2 separate regions of the Mus musculus genome follow, and region 2 is linked to region 1. Evidence: chromatin contacts called from public Hi-C data. All regions are on one chromosome and are shown on one strand. The core of a region is the stretch at or near the end of the contact, and the rest is flanking DNA. Distances in the headings are between cores, read along the strand shown.

Region 1 (5,060 bases), core at 862-3,361:
ACAGCTAAAGGTTAAAACAAAATTCCCCTCATGTCAGTGCCATGGATGTACTTGGCTGGTGCAAGATTTCATGATAAATGAGATGACAGTCGATATAAAACACTTAACCAATCCTGTGCAATCTCGAAGATGCCAGTAAACTCGGGTGGAGGCCTGGCGCTTTGGCGCCCCCTAGGAGTCCCGGGTGGAGCAAGCGCCCATTTCTCAAACTGCAAAGGAAGAATGGAAGAACTCAGTTTATTGTGAAGAGAACCAAGTTGATTTCTCTTTTCCAAGAAGCCATTCACTCTAGGCGTCCCCTGTCTCCTTGCCTGATGATAAATCTGGGTAAAAGTGCTGGACTGCTTCTGTGGGTAACATTGTATCGAACAGAGAGAAGGCCTGCCACATCTAGAATCACTTTTGATACTAAACCTTGTTCTAATTTTGGAGTCAAGGTCTCTGTGGTTATTTAAAGAACAAGTGTAACCCTAGGGGATTTTTTTCTTTCAATTTTCCAATGAAGTCAGAGGCCCTGTTCTTCAGCGTTAGTACATAGGGAAAAAAGAAGGAACAACTGGGACACTTTCTGGTAGACTGTGTTAACTCTAGCCACGACCTAAACTCTATGAGGAAGGAATAATGCAAAAACTGGGGGTGCTGTGTCTTGGCAGCTCTGGCCTTCACGGGTCTCATATTTTTTTCTTTGTAAAGGTCCAAAATTTTATCATTCTTATTTATAGTATCAAATAAGGGAGAACTAAATTTTACTAAAATTAAGACATAATTTTTTTAAAGGGGATATAAATTTGTAGAGAGAGCCACAGATACAGGGAGATGTAAAGACACACGGGTGGATGAATGTCCACTTCACCAGATAAGATATACATGATAGACGGAGGGATATGTGGGGGAAGTCGTCTTAATTTGCTTCCTGCATAAAATTGCACAGATCTCCCCAAAGACAATCTCCCCAGCCTATGGTAAACAACTCAAGAGTATCCAGGAAAGTCTCCTTCCAAGTCGGTCTCTCAAGTTCCCACCACTCATCCACGAATTGTTTTAAATAAATAAATAAACCGCGAAGTCTGTCGATTCAATTCTGGACCACCAGCGTCCTCTGTTGGTCACCTATAGGAGGAGCGTGCAGACTTTGGAGAGACTCGTACAAAAGAACTCAATAGCTGCGCTATTGCGCCTGGATTTCAAGTCAGAATGAACGGATTAGCAAGAACTCCAGTCTGCACTGGAGCACATCAGAAGTTGGTATAGGGGTCCAACGATGACTAAAACTCGTTGTGAACAGTATTCATTTTAAGGGCTGCTTGGCTACTAATCATGCATGCTTCAGTGTCTCAGTAGTTATTTTAACGCAGATGCGTCCGCTAAAAAGATTCTCCCAAACAAGAACTAGAGGAACTTCTCATCTTTAAAAAGAAAAAAACTGTCCTCACTCCTATCTGGGAAAGTGCAACGACGTATTTGAGTATTTTGAGTCCCTACCTCCTTGAAAAGCAAATCCTTTGCGCCCATAGCTGTCAGCGTGAGGTTGTGCGGTGCTGAGACTCTGGGAGCTAAAGTGGCCCGTGGTGCAGATTTAAACCTCGAGCTCTAAGGTTCTCCAGACCTCAAAGTGATCTGCGCGTTCTCGCTGGGAAATGCCTAATACAGCATACCCTACACGAGGAATTCCATTGCGGGAACTTTACAAAGTACACAGGCGCTGAATGGGTCCGGGCCAGCTTCCCAAACATAAACCATCCCTGGAAAGGCCAGCTTAGCCAGCCATCCAGGGGGAGGGGCTATAGGGTCCGGGACGCCAAATTGGCTGGGAGTCATTGAAGGAAGAGAAGACCAGAGTCCCTGGAGTGGCTGGGACTCTAGAGACGCAAGGTGGCCTGGAGCGCCTGTGGTTACCCGTGAAGAGGTGGCCCTGATACAGGGCGTGCGCACAGAGAGCAGGTGCCCGGTGAAGACGCGCGCAGCGCGCCCCCGTCCTCGTTCCCGCTTCGTCGGGAGGCGCGGGCCCCGGAGCGGAGCCTGCGCCGGCCCACCCCCCACCCTCGCCGTTCCGGGGCGTGTCCTCCGCCACCCCGGCTTCTATATATCGGCCTGCGCGCCCGGGCTGCCCAGATGCGAGCTTAGAGCGGCGACTGGGCGCTGAGGACCTGCTTGCTCGCTGCTCCCATCCCGCCGCCTCATCCCGCCGCCTCATCCCGCGTGCTCCACTCCGCTCCCCTCCACCGAGCCGTCCACCCGGCGCCATGCATCCCGCGCGCCCCGCGCTCTGGGCGGCTGCGCTCACTGCCCTCACTCTGCTCCGCGGACCGCCGGTGGCGCGAGCTGGCGCGGGCGCGGTGGGCGCGGGCCCCGTGGTGCGCTGCGAACCGTGCGACGCGCGTGCGCTGTCCCAGTGCGCGCCTCCGCCCACCGCGCCCGCGTGCACGGAGCTGGTGCGAGAGCCCGGCTGCGGCTGCTGCCTGACTTGCGCGCTGCGCGAAGGCGACGCGTGCGGCGTCTACACGGAGCGCTGTGGCACCGGCCTCCGCTGCCAGCCGCGGCCCGCGGAGCAGTACCCGCTGAGGGCGCTGCTGAATGGCCGCGGGTTCTGCGCCAACGCCAGCGCTGCAGGCAGCCTAAGCACCTACCTCCCCTCCCAACCTGCTCCAGGTAAGCTGTCCCTGCCACGTGCGCCACGCGCAACTCCCTGGGACCCGACGAGGGTGGCAGGGAGTGTATCTTCAGATGTTTGTCTTGGCTCATATTGAAGGTTGGAAAATGGACCCTGGGAGGCGGAGTGAGGCACTGAACCCATTTTTCCTCTTGCTTGGTTCTCAAAGTACAGCTTTTCTTATAAGTTGCAAAATGCGCTCTGTGAAAATAGGTAGAATTCAGTGCCAGGACGAGCGGGTAGCAAGGGAGACTGCCAGTGGACAGATCCCAGTCACTGGAGAGTCTCCTCGCTGAGCGGGGATACCCAGGTTTAGGTCTGTGTAACCCAGCTGTTGACCTGGGTTTTCATTCCTCATAAATTGGGAAGGAGCGCGTCTATCCCAGGGAAGCTTGAGTGTAGGAATCCCGGGTTGGATCCGGACCATGAAGGTATTTGCAGGCAGCCACGCTGTTGGAAACAGTACCTGTCTTGAAACATCCTATCATTTGCACGGGCTAATTGGCAACGCAGGATTGTGTCCCAATTTATCCAAAAACTAACGAGATGAAATTAAGAGCACTGGTGTCTTTGAAACTGTGAAACCTAAAGTTCAAAACTGCTCAGTGTCACCAGGAGCTGCAAAAAGGTTTGAGCCCGGTTCGGGCCCCATAGGCGCCATCCTATGCTCTGCAGCAGCGCCTTCCAGATTCAGAGACTGCATTTGGTGCAGAGGATGCAGACTCAGGCCGGTTCCCTGCCAAAGCAGAGACTAGAAATGCGAAGTACGACCCAGGAATGTTACTCTTTCTAATTCGACCTAGGTGCAGCAGCAGCAGCAGTGGGGACAGCGACAGCGCCAATGAGAAAAATGCAAACGTTTAACAGTTACCTCTCCTGCTGCAAGCCCTACCAAGCAGGCAGTCACTCTAAGGGCATCCTTCGTTCCTTTAAGGAAAAAACAAAACAAAACAGAAACATTTAAATGGATTTGGCAGCTGTTGCTCTAAATGGCCAGCATTCTTAGCTGTTGCTCTAAATGGCCAGCATTCCTAGCCAGTCTCGCTTAGTTATGTGAGTCAAGTTCTTGCCCTGAACATCTGAAGGCTAGAATTCTCCGGTTTCCCACACCAGGCTGGCAGATGGTGCAGATCGAGCCCCCAGGACCAGGGCTAGCTGGGTAGAGAGTCTCTTTATGATTTCTGTGGCTGCTGACCTACACTCCCGGGTACAGGCAAGTCCTGGTATGTTCATCCCCGAGAAGCATTGGATTCCTGGCAAAGCAAGATTCCAGTTGTTTCGCTGACTCAGACAAAGGCAAAATCATGCCATTTGCCTGTGTGTCTTTAACTTCTAGTGCGTTCTGTGGTATACCAAAAGCAATCTTAAGAAATACTAGCATTGCTATTTTGAGTTAAGCCTTAATGACCTCTATTAATAATCACCATTGAACACTGTAGTAAAAATTGATGTGAGCTTTAATTACAAAAGAGTTTGGAGGCTTCAATATCCATTGAAGGAAAAAATATAGTTCTGTGACACAATTCACAATTCCCTATTTAATAGTTCTATTGTAGTCAGCTATCTAAGGAGAACAAAGAGAAGGAAAAAAGGGACGTTTAAGAAATTACTCAGCTTCTTGGAAGATAAATACAAATACAATCATTTACATATTAGCATTTCCTTTGTCCCTGTACTTTCAAAAAAAAAAAAACCCACAAAGATTCAAGCAAATTGAAACCAAGTCTACAAATTGAATCATGGCTCTCCTCCGCCAGGTGCTAGTCTAGACCCGAGGAATTTTGCTTGCGGGGGCAAGAGGTCATTGAGGGTTTGCAGCCGAGTCTCAGGGAGCCGTTTGGTAGATGAGAAACTCAGGCTCCTTGGGCAAGAGGGCCTTCTGGGATCCTGCACGCCAGTTCCTCTGAGAGATGGGAGAAGCTGCGACCTCCGACGGTTTCTAGCAAACGAAGCATTAGCTCTTGGCCAGAGGCCCAGAGCTTCCTCGTGGGCAGGATGCCTCAGCCTGGCATTTCCTGAGAGGCCAAATCAAAAAAGAGAGGCCAGCTGGGGCCCTGAACTTTGCACCCAGACAGAATAAATTCAGAACCAGATGCCAACTGGGACTCCATGCTCAGAAAGCTATTAAAGCCCCTTTGTCAGGAGGGAAGGAATTCTATGGTCATGATCTGAAGCTTAAACCTAAAGCTGTAAAGCTCAGAGTTGAGAGTTGGGGGCCAATTATCTGGCCTTGGGTCCCCCCTGGGGCGGGGGGGATATCTTACTGCAAATGGAGTGGTCAGCCACAAATTTAGTCACATACTTAGATTCAATTAATCTGTTCACCTTCCAGCGTTCCTATCAGTTAGGACCGGCTCCCTTAGCACCTTGGGTTATGAAAGCTAGGAGGCTTTTCTTCCCGCCTCCCCTC
Region 2 (5,215 bases), core at 299-2,798, 410 kb before region 1:
ATGGTCAGAGGCAGGTGGATCTCTGTGAGTTCAGAGGAAGCCTAGTCTATATAATGAGTTCCAGAATAGACAGAAGTAAAAGAGTTCCTGTTCCAAAAGGAAAGAGAAAGAAAAATAATGAGGGAGGAGGGAGGGAGGGGAGGAGGGAGGGAGGGAGGGAGAGAAGAAGGGAGGAATGAAGGAAGGAAAATCCACTGTTATACCTTTCAACTGTTTGTATTCTCTTCTGTATTCATAAAACAAGACTACTGACATTGTCTGCCCAAATCAGGACACTTCAGCTGAGTGTTCAAGGGTAATGTGGGGTCTAATGATGAGTCCACATTACTTTTCTTGGTGATCACGATCATCTCCAACATGAAACCTGTCAGTTCTCGGATTATCTCCTTAACTGGAGCCCCACTGCCACTTTGCATCTACCCAACCGCTATACCCATCTCTGCCCATACCGTCCTCAGTCCACCCCCCTATCTTACAACTTCCCTTTTCTCCAAGATCCTTCCTTACAGCAAGGATCATCCTGGATGGTTCCTTTAATTTGCAACACAACCTAGAATCTCTTGAGAAAGGCAGAGAGCCTTAATGAAGGATTGCTACAGGAGATTCACCCATGGGCATGCCTGGCAGCAGTGAGAGTAAGGGGTGGGGGCTGGCGGGGAGGGGGAGAGCTTCACTGCCTTATTTGATGTTGAAAGATCCAGCCTGAAAGTTGGTAGCACAATTCTAATTTGTGGCTCTAGATTGTATAAGAGTGAAGGAAGATAACTGCATTTATTTCTCGACAATCTTTACATGGCTATTAGGTGACTAGTTTTTGGGAGTTCCTGCAACTATGACTTCCTGACACTAGTGAACTGTAACCTAAAATAGTGAGCTAAAATGAACCTTTTATTCCCTAAATTGCTTCTGATCAGAGTATATGTATATATACTGATCAGTATATATATATAATACACATATATGTGGCATATATTAGATATATAATAAAAGGCATATATATTTATATATATATATATAATATAAATATATACACACACATACATATATGTATAATCACTACAACAACAAAATGAAACTAGAACACCACCCTGTCCAGCCGGGCAGCATCATGTCATGTGACCCTGTCTCTCCTGGCTCAGCATGTGGACACACTGATAAATAACCTCATTTCTTTTAAAGAAGACTTGTACCTCCTGCCAAAGACAAATGAATGCTAGCTCGGTTAAAAGTCCCTAAGCCATAAATTTTGCACAGGCTTAAGACATGGAGAACATTTCATTTCCCTTATGACTAACTAAAAAGAAAAGGAAAAAGAAAATGCTCCATCCAGCAGCCACCAAACACCTGAGCAGTCAGCTGTCAGGGTGATTCCATTCTAATGGTTTGCCCATGTGAGAGGAGAGAAAGAGATGCATCCTTCTTCACTCTTCGTGTGTTTTACTTCTGGCAATTGCTTCCATTGGCAAATGTGGAAACTCTTGCAACAGTCACGAATAAAACAAAGCTGCAAAGTTTCCATTTCATAGGCAAGCCAGGATTGCCTCAGAAATGGAAGCCCAGCAATATCACATGTGTCTCCCGGCATCCAGCTGGCAGCCCTTCTCCACCAATGTGTGCAAAGAGGTGCTCTCTTGAGCTCCAGCCAAGAGGTTTCAATCTTACCCACTTCTCAGCTTTCCTTTCCACAGGGAAGAGCTGGATTGCTTGTCAGATATATTCCAAGACACAATGCATGCAACCCCCAAGGCTCAGCCTGAGTTCTCATTCCAGTAAGTCCAACAGGAGAGACATAAGGTTAAGCATCAGCCCCCACCCAGATGGCATCCTTGCCTACATTTTCCACCTTATTTGCCATCAGTTCAATAGCACACAGCTGAACAAAGCTACCCCTCTGTGACTACAGATTTTTATGACGTGTTCTCAGCACCTGCCTCCTCCATCCATATCACTGTTTTCCTATTGAGTGTACTTTGTGCATATAGCTCCACCTTCGAATCGTATAGCTCCCTTAACTTCAGGGCTACATCTATGTGACTGGCTCAGTGACATTCAGTGTGTCCTCACTCTGTGGCCGGGTCTCCCAGAAGGCTCCAGAGCTCATCAACTTTCAAATAAACACTGGATCTTTTCAAATGATAACTCCTTAAATCCCTTCCACGGTAGCTGGCAATCAGAGCCTCACTTTCTGTCTCCATGAACTTGACAACTGGTACTTCATATGAAGGGAATCATACAACATGTATCCTGTGGCTAGCTTGTCTCTCTTAACATAACATATTAAGGTTCACCCATTTTTATCATATGTCAAAATTCCCTTTCCTTTAAGGTTGAACAATACTCCACAAAGTAGCTGCACACCTCCCATATCCATTTATTTACCCTGGGGCACATGAGTTATATCCACTGCTTATCTATTTATTGTACATAAAGGGAAAGGGATAATACTGTGCCATGGAGTTTTCAAATTGCAATTTGAGGTAAAAAGGAGAGATGCTATTGCATGAAGAAGTGAAGCTACCTGAGAGTCTTCAGTTTTATGTATAGAAAACAGCTGTTATGAGCCTCATGGGACTAAGGCAACCAGGGCTCCTCTAAGAAGGGTTCTCTCAATGCTGAGTGTTCAATCTGGATTCAAATTTCCTGTTGTCAGAGCAAGTGATACAGAGATGAATAAAAAATCCCTTTTCCTTTTCCTTGAGTGTAAGACAGAGATATATAGGTAAAGATACCACAAGAGAGTGTTGGGATAGCCTGTGGGTTCCCGAGCCAGAGGAGGGATGGTAGATTCTTGCCTATACCCCAAAAAGCTTTCAGAGAGCACAACAGGAGTGTGACTGCTCTCTACCCAAATCAGGCTTGGGTCTACTCAACTCCATAGAAAGGCCACATCCTGATAAAGCTGGTTAGTTTAAGGATGCCCCAAGAGAAGAGAGGCACAGGTGACTCCGGCAGAGTTGGTGAGGAGATGGCTCACTGAGGTGGAGCATGGAAAGGAGAGGGCCAGCTGTTAGAGTAGAATGTTGTAACCAGTCTTTGTTGCTTCAGGGTTAGATGGATTTTATTAACTATCAATTAAAATATACCATTACATGGTAGAGTTCAGTTCTTCCAAATACAGGACAGGAAAAGAGATTTAATCTTTATCGATCTTTATTTCTGATTATTATCCAATGTGCAATGACACTCGGACAGTGATTGAATTTCGGGAAGAAAGTTGAAGATTGCCAGATACCATCAGAAGTTTAGGAATAACAAAGGCAGGCGTGTGAGACCATTAAAGGCAGCCTGGTTTCTGGTTGAGCTATGTTTGAAACCCCAGAGACCCGACAAGGGATGGTAGGCATTTTGCCACACTCCTGAACACCAGGCTCCTGACACGAGGTCTCAGCTCTCCATAATTCTGTGGCCATCAGTCATGTAGAGCAATGCCCCAAACCCCTCCACAGGTAGAGGACATGACCACAGATCACATATCCTCAAGACAGATCTCCATTTTAATGAGGTACCTAAGGCCTGAAGGGCTTAGCAAATTAAGCTCTCCTCAGACACTCCTCCCTGCAAAAGTATTTAACCTCAGGCCTGCCCTGAGAAAGGGGGGTACAGTTTCACTCTTCACAACTTTCCACCATGACAATAAATGCCTTAAAGCCATGGACTTTCTCCTTTCGTCAAGATCCTTGTGGGGAGCAATGGAGCAGGTCTTCCTCTAAAGAGCAGGCTGCCTAGGCTCCCACAGAAAGCCTCTCAATGCTCCCAGCCACATTCTCTACCAAGCCAAGCCACCTGCAGAACAAGCCAAGGACTCTCTTCACCCTGCAGGACCCAGCTGATGCTCTCCTCCTCCATTTCCCCTTTAGCCCCGGGCTAGATCCAGCCAGCGGGACCCCACTCTGTTCTCAGCTCTTCCGTGGCATCCAGCAGCATCTGGGGTGCCCAAGAGTCTGAGAACCTGATGTCCCCTGCTCCGTGCAGGTCCCTGGAGCCAACACTGGCAGTCTGTGGGACCTCAGACTATGCCTCCCCATTCCCAGAGTGGGGTCCCGCAGCTTCTCATAGCCCGACAGCATGGGGAAAGCACAGTCAAAACTCCTGTGTCCCGCCTCCCCAGTAGCCCAAGCACTGGGGTGGACACAGGCCACCATTTAATGCACACAGGCTCTCTTCAGAGGGTGTGGGGGGTCTGTCCAACCTATGGAACTTTCCCCCTTAATTGTGAGAAGATGAATTTGTCTTGTGTGAAGTCACTAGATTAAAGTACTCTTTTCTAGCAGGCTGCCTTAGTCATCTGAGATAGCAGGTAAGAAGAGAAGATAGGAAAGGGAAAACAGAGAAACCAGAAAAGCTGAGTATTTCAAAGAGATCAGCCTGAGGCTGGACACAATACTGAGAGAAACCATGTTGCATGGATGGATTGAAAGACTAGAAGGATCTAGGCTGATCATAAAGCACAGAGCAGTGTGGGTTGGGGTGGGGAGTGATTATAGAAATGACATAAGCATAGAAGCCAATGTATAATAGCAAGTGGCATATAATAATGCTTAGAGACCCACTGGACAGTGCATAGGCAAGTCAAGGTAGAGATGAAAAGTAAAGAACACTGACTACAGGAGCAGTGGGATAACAGATAACACAGGGGCAGGGCCATCAATGGTGCACGGACTGTGGGATGTCACAGGAATGATGTAATATCACAAGAGTGGTGGGATATTCCTGTCTCAGAACTGAACATTGCAAGGGCAACTCATTTCTACATCGGACTGTATTGTTGAGATTCAATAGGACAATAGGAAAGAGCATTTAGACAATGGTTATAATAGCCTATGAGAGACACAGATGAGGCCCGGAAAACAATCTTATCTGCAGAATGAAGGATTATCCTACAAATGGTCATTCGAAGGCTGCCCACTTGTGAAGATCATGAGAGAAAAGGAATGAGCTTGGGGAACAGTGTATATTCAATGATTACTTGTTTTATCTAGTGAAAACTTAGACTTTCTATGCACATAGGGTATAAAAGTTTGATATTGGATGTTTGACACACTGAGATGCTTGCTATGACAAATTGGTATGCTTGCTGTTTAGTTATAGACCGGGCTGTACACATTGCCCAGTATTTGGGATTAAAACTATTAAGACTAGACAGGTTTGGGTCAGTATTCTCTTGTCCAGTGAGGTTGTAAAACAAACTGTCAGATATTTGGTGGGAAGTTTAGAT

Evidence for each region. Hi-C and Micro-C count contacts between places; a contact is called where the count stands out from the background.
Region 2: a contact with region 1 is called in a Hi-C map of uterus, with 8 times the contacts expected there. The contact joins the enhancer-like site here to the promoter of Igfbp3 in region 1. A contact is called at or near these places in 4 of 39 promoter capture datasets (cranial neural crest, embryonic stem cells, hippocampal neurons and 1 more), 1 of 15 datasets of contacts at CTCF or cohesin (embryonic stem cells), 7 of 484 Hi-C or Micro-C datasets (adipose-derived mesenchymal stem cells, embryonic stem cells and uterus), 5 of 115 datasets of contacts at active chromatin or transcription factors (cardiomyocytes, embryonic stem cells, neural tube and 1 more) and 1 of 9 other capture datasets (adipose tissue).

The regions. Positions count from the first base shown.
Region 1 is chr11:7,210,974-7,216,033 of GRCm38.p6, reverse strand. It overlaps Igfbp3 (insulin-like growth factor binding protein 3), which reads left to right and starts at 2,111. Exons shown (of 5, transcript NM_008343.2): 1 at 2,111-2,649. The coding sequence starts at 2,244.
Region 2 is chr11:7,621,809-7,627,023 of GRCm38.p6, reverse strand. No RefSeq gene overlaps it. Among named protein-coding and RNA genes, the nearest start is that of Gm36720, 200 kb to the right of the region's middle. Within about 2 kb of position 1,548, at least 7 of the 459 cell types and tissues checked have an H3K27ac peak or open chromatin away from gene starts, as enhancers often do. A contact at or near this core is called in adipose tissue and uterus, where this site is marked.